2 separate regions of the Mus musculus genome follow, and region 1 is linked to region 2. The links are chromatin contacts, called in public Hi-C maps. All regions are on one chromosome and are shown on one strand. The core of a region is the stretch at or near the end of the contact, and the rest is flanking DNA. Distances in the headings are between cores, read along the strand shown.

Region 1 (4,440 bases), core at 699-3,198, 150 kb before region 2:
GAAGGCCAAGACATAGCAACATAAAGACTGCAGGAGATTCAGAGCAGAGAGGCCCTCTGCTTATATTATGGGATGATCTAGAACAGTAGTTCCCAGCATGTAGGCTGCAACCCCTTTGGAAAACTTCTGTCTCCAAAAATATTTACAACATGGCTCATAACAGTAGCAAAATTATAGTTAGGAAGTAGCAGCAAAAATAACTATTTTATGGTTGGTGGTCACCACAACCTGAGGAACTTTATTAAAAGATCGTGGAGTTGGGAAGGTTGAGAAGCACTGCTCTAGAGGAATCCAAATCGACTACTCTAATAACCATGGAGGTATATGATCACTGTGTGGAAACCTAGACAAATTATCAGGGCATTATAAAAAGAAGCGGCCTTCACCTAGAAAAATGCCTTTGCTTCTTGGTCACACTTTTAAAAACTAGCCTGGAATTTTTTCCCCGTCCCCTTTATACTTGAGATCCATACCCTTGAGAATCAAAACAGGTATGGGTGGTGGTGGTGGTGGTGGTGGTGGCGGTGGTGGTGGTGGTGGTGGTGGAACAGACCCAACTAAAAGTGTCTTAGTGACCAGACTCTGACCAGACTCTGGGGAAGGTCAGGACCACCCCTTTCTACTTAGCCCTGAAAAAACAGAAGTTTAGACTCCTTGAGTTACATAAATAGAATCTCAAATCCCCTCTTCAGTTTCAAGAGGATTAGGGGACAAGCAAGCAGAGAGCCTGTCTGATGGCAGAGGCATTGGATGCTGATGATCAGGACTGTGTCGTTCCCCGCCCAGCATGCTCACACAGCCCGGGATTCAAGGGCTTGAACTGTATTTTATCATTGCTCTGGAGTGCCCCATCCTACTCCACCCTACACTTCTTCAGAATCAATCTTAAAGGTCCGAGGCATCCTAGAGTGGGAAAGAGGAGAGTGTGAGGCAGCCTGAGGGGTGAGTGTAGGGGAGAGTAAGGCAGAGCAATTGTGACAACTGAAGGAGAACTGGAGGGCTTGGCAAACACTGGGTCACAGAGTAGCAATTAGTATCCACCACCTGCCAATTTTCCTATCTTGAATGCTTTAACCTTTGAAACAAAAACCACTTGAATTCTCACATTGCCCATATAGCTCAGCCACAAGAGGGTCTGGGTTTAGAATAAAGTTTTCCACTGAACGAGGACACAGACAGGGGTCTGAGAACCTGACCACTATTCCTGGCTCTTCCTTTACCAGCTCTGGGAATGTAGGTAATTGGCTTCATCTCACATTTTATCCCCAACCCCTCTGAAAAAGATTATCTCTACACCTCGAAAAACAAAAACAAACAAACAAACTTCATGCTAAGTCAAGCAACGTCTTGAGGCTGAACGAAGAAAGTTTAAGCAAACATACTTTAAAAACACTTAAATGCAACTCTGTAGCAAACAGGAAATACTCCTAAAGATGTGCACAGTATAATGCCTAGAGCCTCTGACTAGACTACAGTAGATGGCAAGGGGAATTTATGGTTGCCCATGGGATGAGGCTTGGCCATCTGTGATCATGGATTATGTGGGTAGTTCTAATTTAATCATGAGCACCCTTTAAGAAGTGGAGAGGGAGAGGCAAAATGTCAATACATGGACTGAAGTTGGAAGAGAATCGCCAGCCAAGGAATGCAGTGGGAAAGGCACAGAAATGGATTCTCTTTGTTCTGGAGCCTCTTGAAGGGTTCTTGCATTTACTTCAGTGACGCTCATCTTGACGTCCTTCTCACGTTGAGGTAGGAAATCTGTTTTAGACATTCAGTTTGTGGTAATTTAGCAGCTAGGAAGCCAATTTAGCTAACGGAGGCAACCGGCATTCTATTCAAACGCTGGTGTTGTTGCCAGCAGTGGTCACATCACCATCACAGGTCCCCATTATCACCACGGCTCTTTTCAAATACAGCCTGGGGAGATCCCTAGCCATATGTAATTTTGCCAGAATTCTCAGAAAGCAAACCAGATGGCCAACTCTCGGACGGTCTGGAGGGATTTTATCGTTCAGAGTGCTATCATCAGATGGTTTTTCTGCAGACACTGACTGCGCTGTTCTCTTTGTTTATTTATCTTACAAACCCTTTGTTCCTTGTACAAAACTGCACTTCAGAGTTAACTGCTATCTAGCATAAGAAGCTTATTTAAAATATCTTTGTTAACACAGCTAACATATATAGAGCCTAATCCTGGCTTATCCAGTTATAACTTGCGTGAATTAGATAGCCTACCACTTTACTTGGTCTTGGTCTTGGCAGAATATTTTGTACTGAACTAGATGCTGCCTGTTTGATTTTGTTCAAGTCTTAAGAATGTTAAATTCAATTTCCTATTTGATATACATTCTGTGACTCAGAAGAAACAAGTTTTGTGCCTATTTACTAATAAGTTAGGCATTTGGACATAAGCTTTTACAGTTTAAGAATAATATAGATATATAAATGATAAATATATATCATTAAGTGCAAATGGTAGCACTTAATGAACTTTCACTAAGTGATTATATCCATGTGACCTCATTAAAGAATATCGAGCCCCCAAAGTATCAATAGTTCTTCTACTGGTTTCCTTCAAAAGGTAACCATTATTTGAAGTTCTGTGGTTTTATGTTAATCTTTTACAGTATTGAGGATTTCTTTTTTAACATCTTAATTACTCAGCTATGTAATTTATATTCCTTGTATTTGGCTTCTCTTCACATAATAGTTGAAGGATTTATTTTCAATGGCTTTTTGTAGTTGGAATTCAGAATTTTTTATTGCACATTACATGAATGCTTAATATCCTAATTTATATATTATACTATTATTGGTATATATTTTATATTGTCTCATTGAATTTGGTATCCCTAGCTAATTTGTTGTGAATATGCATAGTTCATATTTTCTGTTCAGGAGAGAGAAAGTCAACAGGCCCACCACAGATCTCTGAATACTACATCTTTAGTGCATGCAAGGGGATTTTAGAACCATGTTTTTGTGTAAGCAAAGAAGGCTGAAAGGGCTGGTTTGGAGGCCTGTCACAATACCAGGCCTGTATGGTGCATATGTAAAAGAGGCAAGTAATTATGGAAAGGTGTCCAGAACCCACATGTGTGACCTTCAGAAACTGGATTTGGAAATATAGCCAGTAGGACAGAAACCCAAAACCCCAGGAAAGAGAAAGCTGCAGCATACTACAAAGCTGTAGAATTTGATAGAATTCTCCCTATCTCTTCTCTTCTTTGATCTGTTTTATAAACAGAAACATCAGGGATGGAAGGGGGATAGATTTGATGCTTGAGAAATTACAGAGCATTTTAAAAACAATGCCTATTGAGATGCTGACTCTGGGATGGATGTTTCTTGCTCTAAACCACAAGGCCCTAAAGACAGCCCTTAAGGGACGTGAGCTGCCTCCAGAGCCGGTAGCAGCCTGGATTCTCTCAGCCCATTAAGTCATCTGTCTTAGGGCAGCAGGAAAAACAAAAACAAACAAGCAAATGAACAAACAGTCAGATGTAGAGCCACAGTTGACAACAGACTCATTCAACATGTCCAGGAGACAGCCAAGTACGTGCTCTCACAAGGATGGTTAGTGCAGCCTAGGAAATGGCCTGACATCACAGAGTCTCTAAGTGGACCTGTGCTTTGCACAGATAATGGTTTCTGGCTGCCCAGTGTGGCAGGGCAGTTCTGAGTTCAGAGCTACCCTAAGCAGCCACTCTTACTAAGACACCTGCCTAGTGGAGAAGCTGTGAAAATCTGCATCTCTTTCATGAGCTCCAGCAGAGAGGGAAGAGCCTTGGGAGAATGTCTTCACCAGGAAACAGGCCTGGTCTGTGTGCTTTGTCTGGTATTGAACACGTAGGAAGAGGATGGAAGGATTCATTTTGTTGATGAGGAATGCACATGTAGGTCAACATGACAAAAGAAAGTCCCCCATTTCTCCTGGAGATGAAGACCATGAACAGATAATTTCTATACCAAAATCATATATGCTGGAAGGCATGTTTGCGGCAGTAGAGTGATTTTAGACTTTTTTCTGGGTAGCTTTTCTAGCAGAGGCTTAAAAATGTAATGCAGCTAAAAAGAGTTTGTTAGGTCCCAAACCCAGGACAAATGGCCGAGATGCCTATTTAACACATCAGAGCAGACAACGGCAAAAAAGAACAATATTCTACCTGCTTCCCTCAGTCCCTACCTATTACAAGGTATGGCTGGTATACCCAGCCCCTACCCTAAACTTCTCCAGCCCCGATATTGGGCTAGGCTTCCATCCCCTCACCTGTCCTTCCCTATATACAATCCAGCCATTTGGTTACCTGCCTCTTCAGGCTACTACCCTCTCATCCAGTCTATTAGCCCAGGCTACCCCTCTTGGTAGGCAGCTGTTCTCCCCTCTCCCTTCCCCCCTCCTCATATGGTTCAGGATCATGTCCTCTCTGGATGTCT
Region 2 (4,436 bases), core at 1,065-3,564:
GAGAGAGACCAATTGAACCTACAGTTTGGGAACTGACAGCTGAGTTCAAGTTTAGATATTCCCCCATCAATTCTGCCTCTGACGGAGGGCGTCATGGCAGAAAGTGTCACAGAGCAGAAGTAGAGATCACATATTGAGTCATGAAACCAAAGAAACTAAGGGGCTAAGCTTACTCTTTATGTGTTGCTGGCTGTTGTGGTGGGTTTCAATAACAACCAACTATTGTGCGTCCTAACAAGGGTCCTGAAAGACTACATTAATCCCTTCCAAAGATACACATGAGTATGCGTGCGCATGTGTACACACACACACACACACACACATCATAATTTTACCTTTTCGTCAACTCCACCTCCTAGAAGCTCCCACAAGTTGCCAGCACTGCCACACAAAGGATCAGCTTCCAGCACCCAAGCCTGAAGGAACTTACTCAACCTACCTCTAAACCATAAGACTAGGAACCAAACGCTGATACTCCAAATGACCCTGCTAATAACTACTCCCAGGACCTTCAACAGGGTTCTCCCTACTAAAAGTAGGTGCTTGTTCTACTTAAAAATTCTTGTGCTCAATGGCAGCCTTCTTTGTCAAACTATAGCTCAACGTAGAAGTCCCACTTCTCATGGCTAGCTGTGGGCTCTGCAAGTTCAGCACACGGAACAGCACGGAACAGGCTCTTATTCAATAATTGGGCAAATAGAGCCCTTGGGAGCAGTGAGCTAAATAAGACAGGCTGTCATCATATCCTATCGATCTAAACAAAGTCCTCCACACACTACTTCTTACGAGGCCAACACATGAACAGAGAGTCTCAAGGCTAAGTTGAAAAATAAGTATTAAAAGTCATCGCTCGTGGTGGTAGCTTGATGATAATGGCCCTCAACAGCTCACATATTTGATGGGTTTTTGTCCCCAGTTTGTAGACAGACCAGGAAGGATTAGGAAGTGTGGCCTTGTTGGAGAGACATGTCATTGAGGTGGGCTTTTAAAAGCCCACAGGAGGCCCAGTCTCGTAGTCTCCGTCTTGCGGATCAGGATCTTATCTCTTACCTATTGTTCCATTGCCATGCCTGCCTGCTTACCATGCTTCGTACCATGATCATGAACTAACCTTCCTAAAACTGTAAGCAAGTCCCTGATTAAATGCTTCCTTTTATATGCTGCCTTGGTTGTGGTGTCTCTTCAATCAATAAAATAGTAACTAAAATACTCGCTTATTCTTATTTTTACCTTAAAATAACTTATGGTCAGGGGAGCGTTCATTCAGTTATCTAATCCATGTTTACTTAGTGCCTCGTGGATATACTTTGCTAGGCAACAGAGAGGTACCCATGAGCAGAGTCATGGACTTGGTTTTTCAGTGCAGGGGAGACAAGCTATACACAGACAAACATGAAAATCGGGAACTGGTGAATGCAGAATAAAATTTTAAAAACACAAAAATGAAAATCTGAGCAAGAGTAAGAACAGAAAGATGAGTGGTTAAGGAGACAGGAAAGATCTGGAGAGGGTTGGGGGAAATAAAAATAGGGCAAAATTAGAAGGATATGTGGTGACTTCTCACAGAGAAGATGGGGACCTCTGGAAATGACAAGTTATTTCCAGCCTTGCAATGAACTGAGGAGAGCATTACAGGCAAAGGAGAAAGGTCCTTGGGTCTGTGGCTTCAGCAAATCAAGGAACAGAAAGAAGGTTGTCATAGCTGGTGTTCCATGACCCAGAGCACCAGAGGCATCTGTGAAGGTAGGGAAGTGGGCAGAGACCAATCAGACGTTCTATGGTAAGAGCTATAGATAGATGCTATGTGCAGTGGGAAACCACAGGAGAATGTGAGGGGGTAGGTGGGGTGAAGCATCTTGTTCTTACAGACGCCGCCACAGGAGACCAGCAGCAAACCAGTACAGTCATCCAGCCTTGAGGAAAGGCTGGCTTAGACAAAGCAGGCAGTACGTCTAAGTGAAATTTCAAGCACAGTGACAGAATTTGTTGATAAACCCTAAGTGACAGAGGGAAGGGAGGCATGAGGATGGCTTAGACTGAACTCTTTGATTGTAGATTTGTCAGCTTTGGGTTGACTACCCCTCAGCCCTGAGAGGGAGCACTGCCATGCCAGAATGTAGCTCATCCCAGCCAGCAGGGTTGTGCTCTTCACCTTTTCTATACGTCACAGTGAGACTTTGGGGAATCTCAACACTTGGTCTATAAATCAAATGTGCTCTGAGCAAAGTGGAATTGCTCTGGCATGCTGGGACTCCAAAGGGCAGGTGTCATATGTAATCTGTGTTATTCCGTCAGTTGCCCAGGGTTTTTTGAGCCCCGTGATCTCACACAGCCTGTGACATGATGAGATATGACAGGTCTTGGCTAAGGAAGCCTTACGCACAGCAGAGGAAGTTGGCAATCACTTTCATTATTGTTGTTATTAGTTTGAGTAGTTCTTTTCCTCTGCAGGCCACTGCTAATTTCTAAAGCCAGATGGTCATCATAGTCTGTGGGACTTCATGGGAGCAAATATAAATAGTGTGGCTTGAAGAACAGAACTGAAGTCCATCTGGTCCGTTTGGAGGTGATGGACCTATGCTAAGTATCCAACTTCCTCTCATCTGAAATGCAGGCAACAAAACCACAGACTCAGGGCTGTGAGGATTGCACAGATCCTCACAGAAAGTATGAGGGCTTCACATACTTTCAAGCACATGGAAACCACTCAACAAAAGCCCCTCTTTACCACTCCCACCAATACTAAGAACGAGAGCAAACTTGCTGTCTCCTGCTGCAGGTCTTCTCTGTTCCTAGGGGAAGCGAGCTGTAGAGTTCTTTATGAAAGTCAACACATTTAAAACCAAAGACTTCTGAAACAATTCTTTCACTTGCAAAGAGATGTGTGTAACCAAGAAACTCTTGGCTTCATCCTAAACTGGAATCTGGTCCTGGAATAACCTGTACACAATGAGCTGTTGGTGTCACAGACCTATAAGAGTTTAGCAAGCACAATTTGGGAGCTATGCCATTGAAAGGGATCCCCCCCCTTTCAAAAAGAAACTGATGCAAGTGAGCATCCCCAAGCTATAGGTGCCCCATTTCTTCCTAAGAGTGTTATAAAGATTATATAAAATATATTGCAGGAAGTAATAAATATTACCCCCCTCTCTAATTTCCCTTTTCAACAGACTCCTATAATAACAGCAATAGTTATTGTTATCGTTACTTAAGTGCTGCTGTTCAAATCCAGAGCCTCTCAAATGCTCTACCACTGAGCCTCAACCCCAGCTTGATCTCCCCTCAGTCTTAGTAGGTTCAGCACAAAGAGGGAAAAGACACGATAGCTTTCTAGCTATCAAACAGGGTCTAGGGAAATTTGGAGCTGAGCTGGCTTGTTCTAGAAAGATCTGCAGCTTAGCTTCCCTAGAAAGTCTTCACAATTCATGAATATAGAATAGTCTATGATCACACAACCTGCGACCCCTTGGACAAACATACAGTAGTAACTCACAAGGCTTCATCCCCCTCCCCTAGCAGCTTCCTTTGTAGCTTTTCTGTTTCCCCCAGAAGCCTTTGCGTGTCCCTCTCATCTGCCACCACTGGGATAGATAGAGTTCTCCCACTCTGGAGCAGACAGAACACAAGCTACCAGTTTTGTTTTGCTAGTGGGGAAACCCAGACACAGACTGCCTATGGCTTTCATAACGCACAGTCTCCAAATGCGCCCTGGCCTCTGGTCTACCACTTGTCTCTGCTATACCGCATAAATCACATTCTAAAGGAGACAGCTGGCACTGCTCCTTGAAGGAATGCTGGGAGTGCCACTGGGCTTCGATGAACCAGTCACTGGGTACGTAAGGTGGTGAGGGTGACTGTGAGGACCCTGCTAAGCTGAGGCCTGCTGCCTTTGTGGTGTGCAAGCTACCATCTCTTCTTGCAATTGTCCTTGGGTTGCCTTTGTCATTCATTGGTTCCCTTACACCTTGACACTCCAAGGGCTCACATGAGAATACAGCATCACCACCCCCAGAGAACATGTTAGAAATGCAGACTCTCGAGCTCTACCATAGCACAGCCAACCCAGATAAGGCATCACTGCATGATTCTCAGGAGAGCCTCTTGTGCATCCAAATTGAATATAGTACTGCTCTCATGAACACAAGGTGTGTTGAGTAGTCAATTCAGAATGTGAGATGCTGATAAAATATCCATACTGGCTGCTTGGTTATGATTACTGAATTGCTTCAGTCTTTGATTGTCTACTCAGGAATTCTGCCAGGACTGAGTCCTGGTGCCTGGCATACAGTAGTCTTCAATAAATATTTATAGGAGGAACTGAAGATAAATTATCTAATAAATTGGTACGTTCATAAAGTCTCCCCTTGTTCCTACTGTTTCTTTCCTCTGGAGAGTTAGCTGAATTTATACATGGAAAAAAATAGAGAATAGTGCCA

What was found. A called contact is a pair of places that touch in the nucleus more often than the background predicts.
Region 1: a Hi-C map of cerebellar granule neurons shows a contact between it and region 2, with 2.7 times the contacts expected there. The contact joins two enhancer-like sites. A contact is called at or near these places in 5 of 484 Hi-C or Micro-C datasets (cerebellar granule neurons, cerebellum and liver) and 3 of 115 datasets of contacts at active chromatin or transcription factors (cardiomyocytes, hepatocytes and kidney).

Annotation. Positions count from the first base shown.
Region 1 is chr4:100,370,484-100,374,923 of GRCm38.p6, reverse strand. The region is part of intron 4 of Ror1 (receptor tyrosine kinase-like orphan receptor 1); the gene reads right to left. Among named protein-coding and RNA genes, the nearest start is that of Gm35760, 21 kb to the left of the region's middle. Within about 2 kb of position 1,948, at least 8 of the 459 cell types and tissues checked have an H3K27ac peak or open chromatin away from gene starts, as enhancers often do. A contact at or near this core is called in cerebellar granule neurons and cerebellum, where this site is marked.
Region 2 is chr4:100,217,134-100,221,569 of GRCm38.p6, reverse strand. The region is part of intron 1 of Ror1 (receptor tyrosine kinase-like orphan receptor 1); the gene reads right to left. Among named protein-coding and RNA genes, the nearest start is that of Gm12701, 100 kb to the right of the region's middle. Within about 2 kb of position 2,314, at least 39 of the 459 cell types and tissues checked have an H3K27ac peak or open chromatin away from gene starts, as enhancers often do. A contact at or near this core is called in cerebellar granule neurons and cerebellum, where this site is marked.